Regions from separate parts of the Mus musculus genome. Here regions 1, 2, 3, 4, 5 and 6 are each linked to region 7. The links are chromatin contacts, called in public Hi-C, HiCAR-type and HiChIP or PLAC-seq maps. All regions are on one chromosome and are shown on one strand. The core of a region is the stretch at or near the end of the contact, and the rest is flanking DNA. Distances in the headings are between cores, read along the strand shown. Region 1 overlaps Tead1 (TEA domain family member 1). Region 2 overlaps Tead1 (TEA domain family member 1). Region 3 has its middle 17 kb from the start of Gm33659. Region 4 overlaps Tead1 (TEA domain family member 1). Region 5 has its middle 21 kb from the start of Arntl. Region 6 has its middle 3.7 kb from the start of Gm33659. Region 7 overlaps Gm39070 (a long non-coding RNA gene).

Region 1 (2,700 bases), core at 82-2,581, 620 kb after region 7:
TTTCTCATCTTTAGAGCTGGCCTAAAACACAAAGATTTAAGAGCAATCTCCTTTTGCCCAGTATTAGGAATCTGTGACAAGTAGAGTGACTACTACTTTCCCTTGTCAGTGAGTCCATCCATAAAGCCCACTAGTCACTTTGCACCAACACTTAGCCTGGCTGCTGCCTCCTCTGTCACCACTACCACCATCAGATTGTACAGGCGTAGGGGTTGTGTTTGGGGGTGCAAGAAAGACTATTGTTTCTAGACACCCAAGTATGGCCGCAGACAAACCCGCAGAGCAGCATGTCCGGGAGGGAGCATGTGTCTACTCAGAGCGCCAGATCAACCCCAATAGTTTTTCAGGGATGCTAACCCTCTTGTAACTGCCAAATTGGATTTGTCGCTGAATGAAGTATCAGCTGCTGCGGACAAGGCCATAAAAGCCAGCCGGCTGGCCCCTTTGTAGGCGAGGCTTAGCCAACGATTGATATGTTTTAGCACTTTCAGAATTATTGTGATTAGGAGGAAACCATTCTGAATGAGAGAGAAAAGGGGGAAGGACTTACAGTCACAGCTGGTGAGCAGCGTGTGTTTGCAAAGAGGAAGTCACCATTATGGCTTTCTCCTGGTTCCTGCCCTCAGTGAATAGTGTGAAATCTCGGGAGGAGGAAGTCCTGTCCCTACTAGAGTCTCCTCTGCAGGATCTGGAATGTTTAGGATTTGAGAAGCCTGTGCGTTTAGACATCAAGGTGTGTGCATGTGCGCAATACACAGTGGCTAAATGCACACTGGTCACCACGTGTGAGTGAATTGAGTTAATTAACTGTAGAGCTATCACTAGTAACAATGAATGTCTTATCTTAGATTTCCCACACCTGAGGTTCTATGACGCACTTTTAAAATAAGACTCTTTGTCACCTGTCCTCAGGGTGGCCTTGCAGGTTAAATGGGAAGACACAGTGCCTGGTTTAGGCTGTCCAGGTATCATACAGTGTTTTTAGACCGAATATTTTTAGGTACCACCCGTCCTAGGAACTCTTACCCTGATCGTGCACCAGCCAGGAGGCAGCTCTTGGAGTGGCTCAGAGCTGTGTGGCTTTCCCAGCATTCCCAAATACACATGGATTGGCTGCCTCTCTCGCAGTCCCCGAGGGCACCCCATTCCAGTTCAGAGTTTGCTCAGCAATACAACTCAGGAAAGAGGCCGGCTTGCCAGGTCCCGGGGAGAGCCTTTCCAAGCCTGTGAAAAGCACGAAGCATCCAGCAGCCGAGCCTGCTTACAGCTGGCCCTCCTGGCCCTCTGCTAGCTTTGATCTGCGAATCAGGCCGCACCATGAATGCCCTTATTGTCATGTTCTGTGTACACAGTGTGTGAATTATTGAAAATAGGGAGGCCTGGGCCTCATCTGGTAGAGATTACAGTGCAGGCATGCTGGGCGAAGGTCTGTAATTGAAAATCCCCAGATGCTGTTTATTTGCCCTTTGTCACATGACCTGCAGCAGGAAGATTGTCTGAACAAAACGCTGCCTGCGTGGAGAGTAGAGCCTGCCATCCCCCACCCCAGAGCTTCCACAGGCGCAGTCAGTACACAGCTTAAACACCTGCCCGGAGGATTTTTAAAGGCTTAAAATAGATTCGCTCATAGCATTTAAATAGAAGGCATCTTGCTTGTTGGTTTAAACTGCTTAAGCGGTTGTTGACTTGTGGAACCTTCTATCCACACGAGGGTTTGCTGGATAATTTCACTTTGAGATATCTTTACAAAGCAGAATTCAAGGCTAGAGCCATATAAGGCTATGACGCATGGGCTCTTGAGTGTAGTGGGTGAGCTAGCAGATGTATAGTCCTTCTATCTTTAGAAAACATTATGGATACCCAGCATATGGCCCTGAGTTAGTGAGTTGATTCTTACCTGTTTGACCTGTTGTGAAGAAAAGATGTTTCCTGGAAAGTATTTTCTCAAAGGCCAACTTACCTTTTTGTCAGGTGGATTGGGGCAGATGCTACTTCTAAAAGCTATGAAGGCCACCAGAATTTTAAAAAAAAAAGGAAAGCCAGGTGTCCCAATACAAGCCTCTCAGCCAACTACTCCAGGCTTAAGACTGAGAGATAACTTCATAGACAATTTTCAACACCAGCCTAGGCATCGTGGGGAGGCCCTGTGTCGGCCGGATGGATGGGTAGGTGGGTGGGTGGGTGGATGGATGGCGGATGGGTGAATGGATTCTGAAGATACAAGGTTCTTAGTTTTCTGAGTTTATTACACTCATCCTACCTCTGGTCCTTTGTCTCACCTGCCGCTCAGAGGGGAGGGAAAGTCACAGGTAGTTCAGTATTCCACAGTCTTTCCACCCAGATCCTGTTGTACCTTAAGGACGGGAGCCCTGGCTTTTCCTTCTTCTGCCAGCATGGAGCTCTTTCATGTTCCCCGTGGAGAGAACACATCAGATGACTGCTTCTTCTGCCCCACCGTGCTGCTCTTCAGAGTAAAAGTGTTACAGGAAGAGATGGAAACCAGCATCAGTATGGCGGCCGATCGTAGCCTCTCCTGAGGTGCTGTGAGCCAGGAAGACAGTAGTCTCTGGAATCAGAATATGGCCCCTGCTTTCATGAAGCCCAGAATTTGTCAAGGAAATTGGGCAAATCCGTATACCATATCACCAGGCAGTTCTTGTACAGTATCCAGAGAGTCAGGAACTGGTGATCAAAAGGTCC
Region 2 (2,861 bases), core at 246-2,745, 520 kb after region 7:
TTTAGATGTCTCTCCTCCCCCTCCCCCCCCCCCCGATTTTATGATGTTAATAAATGATACTTTGAGATGCAGACTTACTGTGATTGTAGATTATTTTCTTAGGGTCAGTTTCCAGAAGCAGGATTTGATGAGTTAAAAGACAAAAGAATTTTTTTAGTTCTCAATGGCTACTGACTCCTAAGTTGTTTTCCAGAGGAGTGTCTGGAGCTCCACTGTGCTGCAACATTGTGGCCCACTGCAGATGCTGAGTGTTTTACAAAGGCTTGGGTCAGGGGTGCACGTGTTCAGTTCTTTCTTGGATCGTGGAAAGGTTGCATATGGCTTGACTTATTCTTCTTCTTAAGCTTTTATTTCCTTTGCTTTTTATGGGCAGCTCCTAGCTAGCTAGCTCAGGTCAATTTTTTTTCCCCCTATGTAGAATTTTTTAGATTCCGGGATTTTACAGATAAAATACAAACCAACTAAATTAACAACTGAGCCCAAATGTCCATCTGTATAATAAATACTTTGGACATATTTTATGGTTGGATTAGCTGTTTGTGATCTTAACTTCCTTACAGGTCACGAGTTAATAGGGTGACATTCGGAGAGTTGGGGGTCTTTTCCTCTTCTTTTTAGACTTCTCTTTGTTCTCCCCCCACCCCCCCGCCCCGCTCCCATTTCCTGTCCCCACCCCCATGCACTATGTTTGTGTCTTTGGAGATAAAAACATAAAAGGAATGGTTTTTAGTCACACGCCTTCAACTCTCTCACAACGCAGCTTTCCTAAATGATGTACTATAGACTGAGAAGAGAATCGCGGCATTGTAACAAATAGCCTGTGACTAAAGCAGGAAATCTCAGAGAGGTGTGTTTGAGGGTGTAATCCTAGCTGGTAGTATGGGGGAGTCTGACGTGTTTTTCAAGTTGGTCTTGACTCACCCTGTTCTTTCTGGAATGTTTGCTATCCTCAGTATGACAGCGTCGCCTTGATGACAGGCTCTCTCACTGGGCCATGCATACCAGGGCCCCAGAACTGGTTTGCTTATTTGCCTGGGGAGAACTGTGGAAACACCCCCTGCAAGGGGGGGGGGGCTTGCCACAGCAGCACTCAGCGTCTGACGGGCACTCGGTGACTGGGCTCCAGGCTTGCACTGGGGATGCCAAGGTTAGGTCTGGCCTCACAGTGCCGCCCTCTCCTCCAACCCTCCCTCACTCCTCCCTCACTTAATGGTGGCCGCTCTACCTGGGTGATGCTGGCCGGGTGCTTGCCTGGTGGGAGAATCTAAAGTTGGCAGTGTAGCCGGGTGTGCGGTGGCTCTGTTGCTATTTAATTTGTTAATGAAACACGGAGCCCATCCCCCCTCCTGCACACCTCTCCGCTGTTTGCGATGAGGCACAATTAATTTATTTGTGCTGTCTGTGGAGGCGGATGGCGGCTAATGCAGTGAGGGCTTTTATCTTTACGTTTGTAATGAAGAGGAGCAGGCTGCTGGCAGATTGACAAGGCTTACAGATGACTCACTAGCCGGCTGCAGATGCTTTCTTCTGAAATAATAAAATGTGCACTCGCAAGCCGGGTTCCTGCGTGAAACAGGCAGAGCTGGTTTGGGAAAGTTCATGCAGAAGAAAGAAGAAGAAAAAGGCGGGAAGCTCCCTGTGGGCTGCCTGGCCCGACTGGCTGGACTGGGGCAGGGCTCCTCTTGCCCTTTTTGGAAGGGGAACTCCTAGCCTCCCCTCCCTGCTCACTCTCCAGGTTGGCTCATTTCTGTTGCCGCAGACACCATGCTCACAACCACCTCTCTTGGGGTCCTATCGTGAATCACGTGGTGAGGCCTGCCTAGGAGGCCCCAACGTTTGCAGCCCATTTGCTCTCAGCCTGCAAGTGTATCTGGGGTTCCTCTGGCCTTTGTGTCTCTGGGTCTGGGCTTTGGTGGTGGCCTTGTTTATCATGAGTGACATTCTGTCACCTACTCTGACATAACAGTTACTATAGCAGTTTATCTAATAACTGCTACTTAATTCAGGAAAACTGCATTTTCTAAGTTGGAGGCATGTGGACTAAAATGACTATTCTCTTGACTTTCCAGTTGGGATATTCTGACATTGAAACGTTTTGTGAGTTGGATTTGTTTTATTCCTCATTCTAGAGATGAGGAAATGGAGATGGGTAGAGATTAAAATAATGTGTCTGTAATCACAAGGGAAGGTACTGACCTTGAAAGCCAAATGTCCAAAACTTGACCTTAAGATCTTTCCATGACACTGATATTCTAAGGATGAAATAAAACATTCATAAATGGCTGACCATTGCAGTTTAAGAATTAGATGAGATTATCTATATATCTATATATATTTATGGTATATTTCTATAGTTCTGTAGGCTAGCTGGAAACCACAAGATACTTAAAAGTTACCTTTTAAGCGTACCTGCAGTTCATGTGGTTTAGGCAGGTGGATTGTCCTGTGTTCGAGATCAGCCTGGGCTGGACTACAGACCGTGACCCCTTAGAACCAATGGGTATGGGGGAAAGCTGAAAGTCTGCTATGGGTCTGAGAAATGCATTGTAAAGTATACTTAAGTACTGAATCAGTTGCAGAGGGCCAAGTGTCAGCGTCCAGTTGCACCTGTCTCCTGTGCCAGCAACACAGACATGAACATGTTATCCTAACTGAGCCAGAAGGAGCTATGGGGATCTTACAGATGGAGCGACTCTGAGGATACTATTCACTTATCTAACCCATGCATGCCCACAATAATCAGCTGAGCTCCCACCGGGCTGGGAGACAGGCTTAGGCTGTGAGCAGAACATGCAGGCCTGTCTCCAAGGAACTTGCAGTCAGTGGAGGAGAACACAGTTGAGCAGGCACTGCCATGGCCA
Region 3 (2,850 bases), core at 23-2,522, 960 kb after region 7:
TACTTTTCCATGGAGAGGGCAGATCTGACTAACTGGCAAAATGAATGATGTATGTGGCTGGTGCATCAACGCTGGTCATCAGAATTGCTATGGAGACACAGAAAGCAACCCACAAAGTGTTATGGTCACTGCTAAGTGTTCCTGGGAGATTGCCATGTGTGGGCATGCAGCTTACTTTGACATGCAAAATGCCACAACCAAACTTGAATTAGACAAAATTACCATCTCCCAGGTTTTGTTTGTTTGTTTGTTTCTTTGTTGGATATTTTTTAGTGGAAACAATGTATCTGGCACCATGCAATAGTGGAAACAATGTATCTAGCACCATGCAATGTCATCCTCTCAGAAGCTATATGACCCGAACCCAGAGCCTGGGCCCTAGCGCGTTGTGCTCAAAGAACCCTAAGTCAGTTCAGATATCTAGGGTGCAAACCTACTCCTCATCTATGGAACTAGGGGTGACATGTGGGGGTGTGGAGGTGCTAGTGCCATGGCACTTGTGTAGGAGTCAGAGTACACCTTGCAGGAACTTATGGTCACCTTCTAGCATGAGGGCCCTTGGACTTGAACTCGGGTCTGAAGACTTGGTAGCAAGCCCGTTATCTACTGAGCCATTTCATGGAGCCCATGGTTTGTTTTCCTTTTAAGGTTTGAGTTCTTCATGTATCATACGGTTGAATGATCTTTGGTGCAAATATTTTCTCTGTGTATTATTTGCCTTTTATCTTTACATTGTTGTTTCACATTTTTAACTAGCTTAACATTAATTATAGCCTCTAATTTTAAATGGTTTGTAATATCCCTCCTTTGCATGGGAACTGAGATGCTTGTCTCCAGGGAAGCGCGTCCGTTCTGTTTTGCTTCTTCTCACTCTTAGCTTTGAGATCTGCTCCTTTTAGGCTGGGTGCTGCTACCAGATTCCACTCTGCCCATGGGGAGTAAGTCCTCGTGGTTAGAGTGCCTGTTGTGGGTCCATATCAGTCTCAGGGTGATGGCACGGTGCAGGTCTGTGAACAGAGCTTTTGTACCGGAGCGCCCATATCACATGAAGCTGAGCTTTTGGTGGTAGCCCTTTGCGTGGCTGTGCTGTCTGGCCAGGTCGCTTCACCATCTGGGAACCTTCTTTTGTTCTACCAAAGACGAGATGCAGACACATTAGGATAGAACAGCCAAATGCCAAACTCAGTTTGGAAATTCCTTACTTTAGTCTGATGTTCAAGATGATCTCATTTTTAGTGAGTCAGGAAAAGGAGTGGCGCTATATTAAACGTCTCATTGCAAATCACACTTGGCTAGATGTACCAGAAACTCGGTAGCCATTAAGAGGACTGGAGTATCCCTGCTTAGAAAGACAGGGGGCTGGCTTTTGTCTATCTTTCTCTTTTTTATTACTTTCATTTTTCCCTCTTTCTTTCCTCTTCTTTCCTTCACTTATTTAGTTGTTTTTGCTTTTGTTTTGAGACCGGGCTTATGAAGCAGCAGCTGACCTTTATCTTGCTGTGTAGCTCGGAGTGAACTTGAATTCTCAGTCTTATGGACTCTTCTTCCCAAGTGCTGGGTTCATAGATATGTGTCTGACTGTCCGGACATATTCTAATTTTTCCCAATAGATTTTTGTGTATATTTGTTCCTACAAAGAATATAAACCAGTTTACCTTCTCCTTTTGTGAGGGAGAGAGAGAGAGAGAGAGAGAGAGAGAGAGAGAAAGAGAGAGATTGAGCACTTTGGGAAAGTTAGAGATTGTCAGGTCTCACACAGCATGACCTCAGATCAAAGGAAAGGAAGAAAGGAGACTCCTATCCGGTACCCTCTAGCTATAAGCTGTGTCCTCCAGGTAGGCAGCTGCATGAAGTGGCTAATCACTGGCTTCTTCCACATTGGTCACAAGCAAGAGTTCAGGTTCTGGTCTCCAAGAGGCTGGGCTTGACTCACACCCCAGCTGCACTACTAACAGGCAGTGTGAGCATACAACAGTCAGGCTCGTCTGCAGCATACTGCTCATGTGTACTAAGCTTTGGCTCTCGGGGAAGGTGAGAGTACATGGTATAAATAATGCAGTAGATAGCCTGAAGTCAAAAACCCTCAAAGCCTATTGGCAAAAGATTGCAAACTAGGCTGTGTTTAAAGCAGTTGGCCTTAGAGCACTGAACCTACATTTGAACTAGGGTACCCAAATATTTTATCTGTTAGGTAATGTCTAAGATCATGGAAGTTTCTGGAGGTTTCCAAAGACACATCCACTGACTTCTGAGATGTTTTAGACACCACACACAAGTCATTCATGACTCTCTGAGCAGGTGCCACATGTCTTACTTGTCCTAGCTGGAAACAGCCTTTGACGTGAGAGGCAATGGTGGTCTCCTAAGGATGTGGAGGGTTTCCTGGAGACTGGACAGAGAATCTAGTGCTGCTTCTCCAGGCAGACCACAAGCCACTAGGCCTTAATCCAATCGTAGTAGTCAGCTTGCCATGCTATGGCCCTCTCCCGTGGGTGTTTTCTGCTTGTGTTACAGTCACTCGTGGCCCATGTGGATAAGAGTTTGCTGTTCTCACAACCACCTTGAGGCTAGACCTACCTGTGCAGAGCCAGCCAGACAACTCCAGGAGTAAATGAGGAGGTCAGTGCCACAGAGGTGCTCACGGGTTGTTCTCCAGAGCATGGAGGTTTGCCGCTGCCTTAAATGTCCCACAAACCCCAGGGTGTTAGCTAGCTAGGCTAGCCCTTTCACAAGTGTTAAAATCACTTCATCTGTTTTTTCCCAATCCTCTTGCTATCATTAAAGCCTCATTCTAAATAACTGTCAAAGAATTGAGAACCTTCTGGAAGGTGGTACATAGTGTTTATTTTG
Region 4 (2,700 bases), core at 126-2,625, 660 kb after region 7:
CAGGGGGTGCGATGGGGGTTGGGGGGAGAATTGCTGCAGGGTGCCCAGGCTAGGGATCCTGCAGAGCCGGCATTCTGATCCTCGTTTCTCGGTGGCTAGAGTCTGGAGCTGGGGATCCTGGGCTCGTGTGAGTCATTTGTCCTTGCCTAAGGGATCCCAAATCCTCTCAGGAGACTTCGGCCTCTGACCCAGCTCTTACTGATGTTCCACAGAAGTACCATCAGATAACCTGAGTCCTTCCAGTAAAGCAATCGGGCCAACATAGGCCCAAAGATGATTTAATTTTCTTATCTTTATAGCTCCTTTCAAAAGCTTAAGTTCCCAGATCCAGTTAAATTCCTTTGTCAGACCGCAGTTCTGACGTTGGCTGGTTCTGGAAATGTCATCTGAACAAGTAAAAGCAAACCAGCATGTAGGAGCCTTTGTGTGAGGAGGGTGTAGAGTTGAGGATGGGTACTGAGTCAGCTGAAGGTTCCAGGCCTCAGGCTATGCAGGGGGTGCTAGAGCACTTACCTTGTCTCATTGAGGGGCGTGGCCATCTGGGCCAATCCCTTTCAGATTCTGTTGCAACTCTCTCTTTCACTTGACCTTCACATTGACCCCTGGAGAAGACCCAGCCATATGTGTCATTTTTGTGTTCAGATGGCACACAGACCAGGTCGCACAGCTCATACATAGAAGGTTCCTACCTGTGCATTCTTAGCATCCTTGACACTTAGAATACTTCATCCCAAAGTATATCTGATCCTCCAGGAGGGTGCTGCCGCTTGGTTTGATGGTTGTCTCGGGCTGGGTGGATCTCTTGGGTTTTCCTCTGTGGTCTTCCAGGGGGACCTGAGAGATGGGGTGGCATCCAAGGCTCTGCATGATGGCCAGACGTGGTGTGATCCCTCAGCTCTCGCCATAGTGAAGGATGCTAAGTTGTCCCACACCAGCACACAGCTTCCCATGGCTGCAGCCTGTCTGCTGGGTGGTTTATATTCTCTGAGCTGGTCTGGGAACTCACCCTCTTTCTTCATTAGCCTTTGGGGAAGAGGCAATTGAAAGCATCTGGAAATGCAGGTTTTATAGACATTTCACAGAGACCCAGCCAGGCTCCATCTGCTTTTCTTGGCGGGTCAGCTTCCCTCCCGCTTGCCATCCCAGTGCCTACCCTTCATTCAGCCATGGTGTCTCTTCAGCTGCACTGGGTGGAAAGAGGAAGCAGGAAGGAGGCATCCCGGTATAACACCCTGAAACTACAAGGGATCGAGCAGCTTGTTGGGTTTAAGCTCTGGAGGAAACTGGTTCACCTTCTCTCTGGCAGCCTCATAGAGACCCATGCAATCCCCATCCTCTCCTGGCTGAATCTGCAAGTCACTCTCTTGGCTTGACTCCACACCCACTCCCTGCCATCAAAGGCTGCCCAGGCCACCCTGAACCCTCAGGTTCAGACAGACAGTCCAGGCTGGATCGTGACAGGAAGCAAAGGCAGGTGATTTGTCCTCTCTCTGATTCAGCTTAGACATTAGTATCCTTCGACATGAATTATTTGTCTTGGTTTCTTTAAATTCCTAAGTGGATTATAATTTTTCTCTTGGTATTATTTGACAGCAGTCATTTTTCAAGGTTTTACTAAGTTCTTCAAATACTTGAAATTTTTGGGAGAAGTTTAGGAAAATATCGCCACCTTCAGGTGGTTTGCTGTAGTGCAGCTCTCAGCTCTATCCCAGGGCACAGAGGGTTATTTGTAGTTTTCCCCTCCCCTCCCCTCCCCTCCCCTCCCCTCTCCTCCCCTCCCCTCCCCTCCCCTCCCCTCCCCTCCCCTTCCCTTCCTCCTTCCCTGCCTCTCTTTCTTCTTTCAAAAATGAAGCGGTCACATTGGAATTCCCTAAATAAGATAGATCATCAGTCCTATTGAGGAAAGAAAAAGGGTTGGGGAGAGAAAGGAAAACCTTGAAGCCCCGCTAGCCATTGAGATCTACTGTCTCAAACTGGGTACATCCCCAGCTGCTCCATCTCATTTTGGAGGACAGGCCTTTTATGCTTCCTCAAAAGGAGCCTCCTGGGTTAGAGTCTGCTATCCTAACGGAAATCAGAAGCTTGGTCATGAACCCACCTCAGCTCCAGTAGTGACAGTAAATAACCTCATGACAGTGGGAATCACCCCGATGAACCTGGCACTTCCCGCCCTGCAGTTCTGTTTTAAGCTTTTCTTTCCATTTCGTAGCTGTTTGAGGGAGTGCACCGATGGTCTCTCCTCAAGTCGGGGACTTTTTTTTTTTTTTTAAAGTACACTGTAGCTGTCTTCAGACGTACCAGAAAAGGGCGTCAGATCTCATTATGGGTGGCTGTGAACCACCATGTGGTTGCTGGGATTTGAACTCAGGACCTTCACAAGAGCAGTCGGGTGCTCTTACCCCCTGAGCCATCTCTCCAGCCCAAGTCGGGGACTTTTACAGTCATGGAATAAAGAGTATCCATGACAGACTCTTGGACAGGCCCAGTTGATAATGTAGTTTCCGTGCATTCTCTCACTAGTCACTAGATTCTCATGCAGGGAAGGCACTGCCTTAGAATGGAGGCAGCTGGGGTAGAGAGGCAGAAAGCCCCAGCCAAGAAGTTTCTAGAAAGTGGATGGAATCAGCTGCAAATCCAGACTGAGAACTCAGCCAACTCCAGCGTCCAGGTCTCTTCATTCCTCTATGGTTTCCATAGGCA
Region 5 (2,856 bases), core at 253-2,752, 980 kb after region 7:
AGCTGACCCTGCCTGAGCAGGAGAGCAGTGTTCTAGGTCCACAGAGTGTCACTGCAGGTTGAAGGGACAGTGTGAAGGAAAGATACAGAGCCTGAAACCACCAATGCTTCCAGGAAGCAGCTGGACCATGTGGTTAGAGGTCCAGGGCATGGCTGGCAATGAGGCTGAGAGTCTATCAGTGTCAAGGACTGTAGGACAGCCTGGCCTGGAAATACCACTGGGTTTTCTCAAGGGAGGGTGTGTACCTTAATTTAAAGGACTCTGAGAGGAGAGAGGTGAGCATATCTGGGTTTCAGAAGAGCCTTCTGCTGCTGGGTGAAATAGCAGAAGCTAGGCAAAACTCTTGTTTGAGACCCTCTGTAGATCTTCGTCCAGATCTTCCCCGTTAGCCCCCAACCTGGTCTCTTATATCATTGACTTTAGATCAGTGCAGCAGAGAAAGCAGAGCCATCCATCACTGCTCATCCCCCACTACCCCGTGGACCTGCCCTATCTCCAGGGATGAGACTCTGGGTAGTGAGGCCATGACCTGATGATGCCCTTGCACACCCCCAAGCCCTGCCAAGGAGAAGCCTTCAGCTGAGACAGAGCTAAGACTTGGCTTCAGAGTCCTTCCCAGAGAAGCCACAAAAAAGCCGACCTCTCACCTGCCCCGGAGACTATCCACTCCCAACTGAGCTATTTCCTAAGCTGTGCTTTCTCACTGACTTAATATTTCAGTTTGGGAAAGCCTCTGCCATTCAGAGGAACAGCCAGAACCTGCAGATAGCCAGACAGCACGTTGAGATGGCACGCTGGTCCCTTGAGACTTTTGGAGAGAAAGATGCCATAATTTCAAGTCACTCACAAAGTCAGTGAATTTGAACCCCTCACAACTCTGAAAACAAGCATGGATCTCTACTTCCAGAGACTGTCCCAATTTCTGCCCACTGTTGTCTGCTGCCCAGTGGCTGCTCTGGGAAAGCGCATCCCACCTAGGTACTGACCCCACTCCACCCACCCAGATGGGGCAACTATCTGTCACATATCAGTTGCTTTGTTTTTCTAATTGTTGGCCTGTTTTGGAAACACTCTCCTAGACTCCTGTGTGAGTCATAGGTTAAGGGGCATGAGTAATTCCTCCGGCACGCCTGGAATAGGAGGGGAGCCTTCCCTTTTGATTTCCGGTCCTAAAAAAAGACAAGCTAGTTCACCCAGAAGGCTAATGAGTTTTGACAGTGAGGGTGGCCTAGCTGGCCTGGAAAGCCACCTTTTGTGCTATAGGGTTTAGCAAAACATTAGTGCCTCCTCTATTTTTCTTTGGAATTATAAAAGGACACCTGTATATCATTTTGCTGGGATGGGCTGAGCCTCTGAGCCCATCCGATGACACTCTGAGCCGTGACACCCGAGGGGCAGAACAACCAGATCTGTTTCTTTTGCTGAGTTGTTGGGAAGGGGGTTGGCCCTCCTCCTACTGGGTTTATTATTGTCAGCAGGGGTGGGGTTTTACCCCCTGCTTACTGAGCAGTGATGATGTGTCCACTCCCGATGGGTGTGGCTCCCTTTGTAGCCAGCACCGACTTCCTGGAGGGAGTGTGATAGAAGAAAGTGACCCCATCTGCCCTGATTCTGAGTGAACTTCAGAAAGGACCAGCTGCTTCGTGGCCTGAGAAACTACAGTGACAAACTACAATGAACTCCAGGGGCCAAATAATGAGGAATGTTCATCGTCTATCCGACATAATTTTGTATAGTTTTTATGTTCTGCAATGGGTACGGTCAGAGGGGAAGATGCAATCTTACTGTTGGTTTACTGGGAATCTTTGTGAGCCCCTTATTTACTGATTGCTTCCTGGAGGCTGCATGACTTTGGGCAAGTCCATTCACTTCTCTTTCCTTGCCTGTGAAAGAGAGTTGACAATAGAGTGGCTGAGGGGTGCGTGTAGGTGATCATAAGCTCCACTCACCACTGTCCCTAGGAAGCCTTGCCATGTGTTGTTGACGCTCACTGCCCTTTTACTGATGCCCGAGATTCCTCAAAACTGTGCTGTGGAGTGATCTAGGCTAAAAGGAAGAATACTGGTCCTGATAAGGAAGGCATTCCATCAAGAAGATACTGGCAGACAATGGTGAATTCACTTGGTTCTCACGTGTCTCTCCAATCTGTTCTCCAGAAAGCACTGACAAGATCTCTGGGTTCTCTATACTTTCTATAAGAGCAGAATAAACGGACAGGTGGAGCTCACTGAGTCTTTCTGAAGGTCAGACTCCTCCCATGCTCTTTGGGCCCCTTACCACCTACCCTGCCTGGTTCTCTACTGGAACCTCCACTTTCTCCACTTTCCCACCAACTGAGTAAGCCCTGCTCATCTGCATAGCTTTGCATGGCCTACACACACACACACAGACACACACAGACACACACAGACACACACAGACACACACAGACACACACACACACACACACACACACACACACACACACACACACACACACTGCTCTATCCAATCACCACAGGTCTCTATTTAAGGTTGCCTCCCCACAGAAGCCCTCCCTGGAAGTCCCTTTGATGTTGTCTACAAGGCCCCTGTTCTGGTTTGGATGTAAAATATCCCCTAAAACAAGGGTTCTCAACTTCTCTAACACTGTGACCCTTTAATACCGTTCCTCATATTATGGTGACCCTCAACCATAAAATTACTTTTGTTACTACTTCATAACTGTAATTTTGCTAATGTTATACATTGTGATATAAATATCTGTGCTTTCCAATGGTCTTAGGTAACTCTTGTGAAAGGGGCATTCGATACGCCCCCCAACACACACACAAAGGGGTCATGACCCATAGGTTGCAAACTACTGCCCTAAAGCCT
Region 6 (2,980 bases), core at 275-2,774, 940 kb after region 7:
GGCTTAAACTTGGTGCACAAAGTGCATATCCACAGATGCTGCTTGCCAAGGAGGCCTCTCAAGACCCTCTGAAAGGTTTGTTGACTGCATGTGTCTGGGAGCCGAGGAAGGTTTCAGAACAGATGACGCCATCTGAATATGCATTGGTTTGGAAGTTTCAGTAGGATGGGGAAAGAGAAACTGGAGAATGTGGTGGACACCGGGCAGGGAGGGTAGGCAGCACCAGCATGGCAGACAGACACTGCAAGCTTGAGGACCACAAGAAGAGGCAGTAGTGGGCCAATTCTGAGCTTTCTCCCCGTCTCCAGGCTGACATGTAGCTCGGTCACACGGGTGACCGCACCCTTCCTGAAGTTTGTGCCATGTGTCATCACGGCACAAAATGTTACTCTGTGACTGAGAACAGGGCTACTGAGTCAACAGCTTTCCTAAAATGACGGGTTTGGGGAGGAAATTAAAATTAAAAATTAGCACTTGCTGACAAGCCTGAGCACCTGAGTTGGATCCGTGAGAGCCTCTTTGTAGAGAGAAATAACTGATTCTTGAAAGTTGTCCCCTGGTCTCCACACCCTTATTGTGGCACAAAACCTTCCCCCAACTAATACAATCAATCAATCAATGTATGCTAAGGAAAATTAAGCCAAAGCCACTTGAGAAACAGATATCCTCAGACAACACTTTTGCCAACTTGGTGGTATCAAATTATTAGACATTAAGGACCTGTGCGTAAGGATTCAGTTGATTATAGGATCCACTCTCAATTCTGTGACCTTGAGTGGAGGAGAGAACATAGTTTATCTGGCCTCAGCTTCTTTATCGAGAAAATGGCATAATAATTTCTACCTCAGCACCAGCAGTAAAGAGTCAATGGATAAAATGTGCAGTGGTCCTGATGAGGGCCCTCAGAGCATCGCTGCCTTCTCTTCTTCCTGTGAGGTCCTTTAAGAGTTAACTCACAGAACAAATAGGCACAAAACCTGTGGCGTTTGGAAGAAGCTTGTGGGTGGACTTCCAGGCAGAAAGGGAAGTAGCTCGAGATACCACCCCATTAATGCTGACTAACTCCCCTGGAATTAAGTGAAGGACAAAGGAGCTTAATTCAGTGGGATCTCAAAGAAACAGTGTGTGTGTGTGTGTGTGTGTGTGTGTGTGTGTGTGTGTGTGCGCGCTTGTGAATCCTTTCCAAAGCCCACAGCCTCCTCAACAGGGCAGGGCCACCGTGGGTGGAACTAAGGGTTTCAGAACAATGGCAGGGATTCTAATCTCTCAGAAGAGCAGGGTAGCTGGGAGGCAGAGGAAGGTTGGGGTGGGTAGACTTCCCTGTGACTCTCCAGCTCTGGACTAAAGTGCTCAGGTTTGGGGAGGTTCCCAAGGTTCCTTGGCCATGCTGAATCAAGTGTCAGCCTAGGCTGATTCACAGCTTGAGACGCTGGCAGCTTGCAGCAGACCGGCGGGCCGGGCCGGCAGCCCAAGAGTGAGCTCATTAGCCACAGTGGACCCTAAGCTATGCCGAGTCGCCCAGGCTGCTTCGGTCTGTGAGGCATAGAAGCTTCGTGCCTGAGTCAGGACTGCACCAGCTTCCCAAATCACTGTCTCTGGAAGGGAGTTCCAAAGGCACTTGTCACTGAGTTCTTGGTGGTCCCAACATCCTGTCACAATTCTCTGCAAAAGGCTAATGACAAGTGATGTCATTCTATCCCTTAGTGAAAAGAGCACATGATTATATTCATGAAGTAGAAGCCCAGCCTTGGTCAGACACTGGGCCCCAGTCTGAGGTTTTGAAAATGTGGTTGTCATTAACAAGCCAGATGGAGACCTTCCTGTCTGCGGTACAAAAATCCACAAGACACAGCTGGCCTGCCTGACCTCAAAAAGGGCTTCTAGAAGAGTTTCTGTCCCGGAGAGAGGCAGACAGCAAGACAACCAGAGTACATTCATGCAAGGCCTTGGGCAATGGGGCATGTCTGTAATCTCAGCACTTGGGAGGCTGAGGCAAGGGGATCCGAAGTCCAAATCCAGCTTGTGTTGTGCTCTGAGGTACCGTCTCAAAAGATAAAAAGTATATATGAAAGAAAAAAGGAAGGCAGGAAAACATTCATACATGTGCACACACCCCATCTGTACACACACACACACAAACACACACGCAGACATGCACATACACATATACATACATACATACATACATATTCACACACATTGTCTATTTTTTTTAAAAATCAAAAAACAAAAGATATTCCTCCAAGGAAATCTGATGATTTATCTGATGACCAACTGGGCTACAGAACACCAGAGTTTAATGATGTCCCTTAAGGACAACCACATACCGAGAAGGTGTCTCTTGGGTGTGGGTGACTTGAAATAATCACCATTTGCTAACTTGTTCTTCCAGGGAAGTGTGTCAGCCTTGGGTGAGCGAGTCTACCACTGGAGTACGCACTTTTCCTCAGAGAGGCGCCTGCTCTCTCAAGCATCTCTCCATGGCTCACGGTGGTTTGATGAGTCACGTTAGTGAGCTGCCTTTGAAACAGAGGTTCCTTCCCAGAATCCTCTTCTAAAACACTTCCATAATGCTGTTATGTTACTAGTCTTGCAGGAGTTCAAGAAGGCTGAATTCTGCATCCTATTGGGTGTCTTCCCCTTTCTTTTCCTTTCTTCTCCCTCTTTGTCCCTTCTCTCCTCTTCTGATGAACACATGCCATGTACCGGAGGGCAGGATGGAATGGTCTTGTAGACTTGATCTAGGTCCTTTGCTGGCTTCCTTCATGAGTCAGACATGGTTTAAGACCTGTCTTCCTGGCTAAGCTTGGTGCAGGCTGGTGATGTCAGCTACCTGGGAGCCTGGGGCCCTTTGGGAATGGAGAGCTGAATGACAGCCACTCTCCTCACAAAAGTCCCTCTTTATTTAGAAATCCCATATGCTTGGCTTTTACCTTCTTAAGAAATATGGGGTCAGGGCAACTTTCCATTCCAAACTGAA
Region 7 (2,736 bases), core at 172-2,671:
TAATCGTGTATGCTCTGTGGGCAGACGGTCTGTAACAAATTTCTTAGGATGGAAACCAAATGACTATAAAAATAGTTGGGCCAGATTGCTGGAATGCACCACGGCTCAGGAGTAGCCCGGGGATGTCTGAGCCCAAGCTAGTGGCTGGCAAATGAGGCTCATACCCACTTTCTTCCATCCTGTCTACCTCAAGGTACCCATTGCATGTCAGCTCCAAATGGGAACAGAGGATGATGCGAGCTCGGGCACCTTCTTAGAGGCTCGCTTTTAGTATGCATTTCCAGAAAGCTTCCTGGTACAGATCAGATACTCCCTGACTTACCTGGCCCACCCGAGGTTGGCATCAGAAGCCAAAGTTCCAAGGGAGACAGCGTGGAATGAGCCATCTCCACAGCTCCCAGAAGCTTTGTTCAAGGGACAAGTCCCCTTTTGGGGTGACTGGGGAGTGGTAAAGCCAATTTCGAATGAGTTTAGTCTCTAGAATGCTGGCCACCTGAAGATGTGGTTTTCAACTAGAACGTTCCCCTTTCCTGTCCCTCCTTTGTCCCTGGAGGACTCAGGTTGGAAGCCCTGCTCTCCCCTCCTTCACCAGGGATTGCTAAAGGTGGGTCAAACAGTCAAGGAGGCCAGAAGATGTTGGTGGCTGTGATGGGTAATACTGATGGTCAGCTTTCCAGAACATAGAATTGAAGAGACAACCCCCTGGGTGTGTCGTCTGTAAGGGGCTTTTCTAGATACAGTTAACTGAGGTGGGAAGGCCCCGCCCTGATGTCAGATGGCACCAATCCTACTGCACAAAAAGGGGAAAGCTAGCTGAACCCCAGCTATTCATCTCTCTTTGTTTCCTAACTGCAGATGCAACATGCTGGACCAGCTGGCTCACCCTATCATGATGGAGTGAGCCAAAATGAAAATAAACGGGCCCATCTTTCAAGTTGTTTTTGTCAAGCATTTTGTCACAGCCAAAGCAACACAGTGGCCTTATGGAGAGTCTTGGCAATGGATACCTTGACACCTGGTCCAAGGTATTCATTCCAGGCCAGAGACAGCAGGAGCAACGACACAGGAAAGCAAAAGGGCTTGGAGGTGGAGCTTTGTCAAACCCTGGCCCAGTCTCCTCTTCCTCCCTGGGTGCAGGAGCTGCTCATGCGCCTGTGAGCACAAAAGTCAGCGAGGCAGGGAGTTCCCATCAAATGCAACTGGTTAGATCCTGGGACCAGCCATGCATGGGAAGGTCTGAGTATGAAGGCGTTTGCTTGCTTGTTTGTTTGTTTGTTTGTTTGTTTGTTTGTTTGTTTTGCACAAACTAAATTAAAGGCAAGGATGGGACATGTGCGAAGGATCCTGAGCACTGCTGCAGCAGGAAGCCTCCGTTTGTGAGGCAGTGAAATCACCGTATATGGCCTGAGAGGAAATCCTCAGCAAAGATGCAAATAGGTCACCAAGTAATAGCAAAACTATGCAGCTGACTGGAGATGCTGTGCAGCCTCTGCAGCTGAGCAAACTCCAGGACCAAGAGGGCCACAGAGGATGGGGCACAGGAGACTCTCCCTTGTGCCGCTGCCCCCCCCCAGCCAGTGTCTAGCCCCCTCGTCCTATCTCCCCATTGGGATCTGTCCCTAGTCTCTCCAGAGTCCCCTTGTTCCAAGTGGCTGAGATCAGGCAGGGACAGGAGTTTGTTGGACTCTTGCTGGTGACTAATGCAGTACTTGAACAGGAAACAGACTGCAAAAGACTTAGGAGACACTATAATTAGCTCATGTCCTAAAAACACTCACTTGGGAAGAAATGGAATTAACACACTGGGAGGAGGAGGAGATACAGCTCCCAAGCAAGCTGAGGCATCATCCAGGAAGTGAGCCTTCCTCCTAGGCAGCTGCCACACTGAGTGTACCCAGCTCTGCTCCCGGAGCCGACCACCAAGCAAGCCCTGCTTACTGCCAATAAGATTGTCTGTGGTTCTGGATAAGCCAGATTCACAGGGACGTGATATACTAGGATATGCATGAAGGACTGAGATTCGGAGTTCAAGAGGGTGAAGGCTCTTGCTTTGGGCTATTACGGATTGTATGTAAACATTTTCTCATAGGCTCATGTGCTGGAGCACCTGGTCTCCAGCTGGTGGCTCTGTTTTGGGAGACTGTGGAGCCCATAGGGGCCATGGTCTAGAAGGAGGAAGTGGATCTTTAGTGGCTTTCCATATCCTTTTCCAGTAGATTCCTTCTCAACTTCATGTCTTTGGTCATAACCTACTAAGTATAGTGAGTTATGTATAGTGGGGCCACATCCTTAAGGAAGATTGATTCACATTACTGTGACAAAATATCTGGGGGGGGGAGGGACAACTTAAGTGGGGGGTGGGTGTTTTGGCTCACAGTTTGAGGATATATAGTCCATCACCACGGGAAACCATACATCTGGCCCATGGTCACAGGAACACCTGGCAGCCTCTTTGTACCTTGTATCACTAACTGCAGAGCACATACAGAAACCTTCATTTAACCCTCCAGGCCCTCTGCCCAGAGGCCTACTGCAACTATCAACTGCTAATAGCTCTTCAGTAAGGCGCGGGACCTGGGAAACTCTGGCTGGTTTGATCCTGTGCAGGTAAGGACAGCAGATGTAAGTTCACAAGTACAGTCGCCATATCACGTCCAGATGGCAGCATAAAACAGAGCTCCCCCCCCCATCCTCCTCTGTGATGTTCCCTGAGCCTTGGGGCGTGGGTGACAGGGT

What was found. Hi-C and Micro-C count contacts between places; a contact is called where the count stands out from the background. HiCAR-type assays count read pairs that join an accessible place to other places. HiChIP or PLAC-seq counts read pairs in DNA pulled down with a chosen protein or histone mark.
Region 1: a contact with region 7 is called in an HNF4G HiChIP or PLAC-seq map of pancreatic cancer cells. The contact joins two enhancer-like sites. A contact is called at or near these places in 2 of 115 datasets of contacts at active chromatin or transcription factors (extraembryonic endoderm stem cells and pancreatic cancer cells).
Region 2: a contact with region 7 is called in a FOXA1 HiChIP or PLAC-seq map of pancreatic cancer cells. The contact joins two enhancer-like sites.
Region 3: a HiCAR-type map of fibro-adipogenic progenitors shows a contact between it and region 7, with 3 times the contacts expected there. The contact joins two enhancer-like sites. A contact is called at or near these places in 3 of 115 datasets of contacts at active chromatin or transcription factors (extraembryonic endoderm stem cells, fibro-adipogenic progenitors and pancreatic cancer cells).
Region 4: a contact with region 7 is called in a Hi-C map of the N1E-115 cell line, with 4 times the contacts expected there. The contact joins two enhancer-like sites. A contact is called at or near these places in 7 of 484 Hi-C or Micro-C datasets (the 3T3-L1 cell line, B cells, the N1E-115 cell line and 4 more).
Region 5: a contact with region 7 is called in an H3K27ac HiChIP or PLAC-seq map of trophoblast stem cells, with 10 read pairs. The contact joins two enhancer-like sites. A contact is called at or near these places in 4 of 115 datasets of contacts at active chromatin or transcription factors (embryonic stem cells, extraembryonic endoderm stem cells, pancreatic cancer cells and 1 more).
Region 6: a FOXA1 HiChIP or PLAC-seq map of pancreatic cancer cells shows a contact between it and region 7. The contact joins two enhancer-like sites. A contact is called at or near these places in 4 of 115 datasets of contacts at active chromatin or transcription factors (the NIH/3T3 cell line, extraembryonic endoderm stem cells, fibro-adipogenic progenitors and 1 more) and 1 of 9 other capture datasets (embryonic stem cells).

What each region holds. Positions count from the first base shown.
Region 1 is chr7:112,825,075-112,827,774 of GRCm38.p6, forward strand. All of the region lies in intron 2 of Tead1 (TEA domain family member 1), which reads left to right. Among named protein-coding and RNA genes, the nearest start is that of Rassf10, 130 kb to the right of the region's middle. Within about 2 kb of position 1,332, at least 183 of the 459 cell types and tissues checked have an H3K27ac peak or open chromatin away from gene starts, as enhancers often do. A contact at or near this core is called in pancreatic cancer cells, where this site is marked.
Region 2 is chr7:112,719,331-112,722,191 of GRCm38.p6, forward strand. All of the region lies in intron 1 of Tead1 (TEA domain family member 1), which reads left to right. Among named protein-coding and RNA genes, the nearest start is that of Tead1, 41 kb to the left of the region's middle. Within about 2 kb of position 1,496, at least 151 of the 459 cell types and tissues checked have an H3K27ac peak or open chromatin away from gene starts, as enhancers often do. A contact at or near this core is called in pancreatic cancer cells, where this site is marked.
Region 3 is chr7:113,167,594-113,170,443 of GRCm38.p6, forward strand. No RefSeq gene overlaps it. Among named protein-coding and RNA genes, the nearest start is that of Gm33659, 17 kb to the left of the region's middle. Within about 2 kb of position 1,273, at least 40 of the 459 cell types and tissues checked have an H3K27ac peak or open chromatin away from gene starts, as enhancers often do. A contact at or near this core is called in fibro-adipogenic progenitors and pancreatic cancer cells, where this site is marked.
Region 4 is chr7:112,867,571-112,870,270 of GRCm38.p6, forward strand. The region is part of intron 9 of Tead1 (TEA domain family member 1); the gene reads left to right. Among named protein-coding and RNA genes, the nearest start is that of Rassf10, 85 kb to the right of the region's middle. Within about 2 kb of position 1,376, at least 59 of the 459 cell types and tissues checked have an H3K27ac peak or open chromatin away from gene starts, as enhancers often do. A contact at or near this core is called in the N1E-115 cell line and embryonic fibroblasts, where this site is marked.
Region 5 is chr7:113,185,104-113,187,959 of GRCm38.p6, forward strand. It overlaps a transcript of Arntl not described here. Among named protein-coding and RNA genes, the nearest start is that of Arntl, 21 kb to the right of the region's middle. Within about 2 kb of position 1,503, at least 109 of the 459 cell types and tissues checked have an H3K27ac peak or open chromatin away from gene starts, as enhancers often do. A contact at or near this core is called in pancreatic cancer cells and trophoblast stem cells, where this site is marked.
Region 6 is chr7:113,146,432-113,149,411 of GRCm38.p6, forward strand. No RefSeq gene overlaps it. Among named protein-coding and RNA genes, the nearest start is that of Gm33659, 3.7 kb to the right of the region's middle. Within about 2 kb of position 1,525, at least 142 of the 459 cell types and tissues checked have an H3K27ac peak or open chromatin away from gene starts, as enhancers often do. A contact at or near this core is called in the NIH/3T3 cell line, fibro-adipogenic progenitors and pancreatic cancer cells, where this site is marked.
Region 7 is chr7:112,203,035-112,205,770 of GRCm38.p6, forward strand. Gm39070 (a long non-coding RNA gene) reads left to right here. Exons shown (of 3, transcript XR_001778349.2): 3 at 856-958. Among named protein-coding and RNA genes, the nearest start is that of Gm39070, 4.8 kb to the left of the region's middle. Within about 2 kb of position 1,422, at least 94 of the 459 cell types and tissues checked have an H3K27ac peak or open chromatin away from gene starts, as enhancers often do. A contact at or near this core is called in the N1E-115 cell line, the NIH/3T3 cell line, embryonic fibroblasts and 3 more, where this site is marked.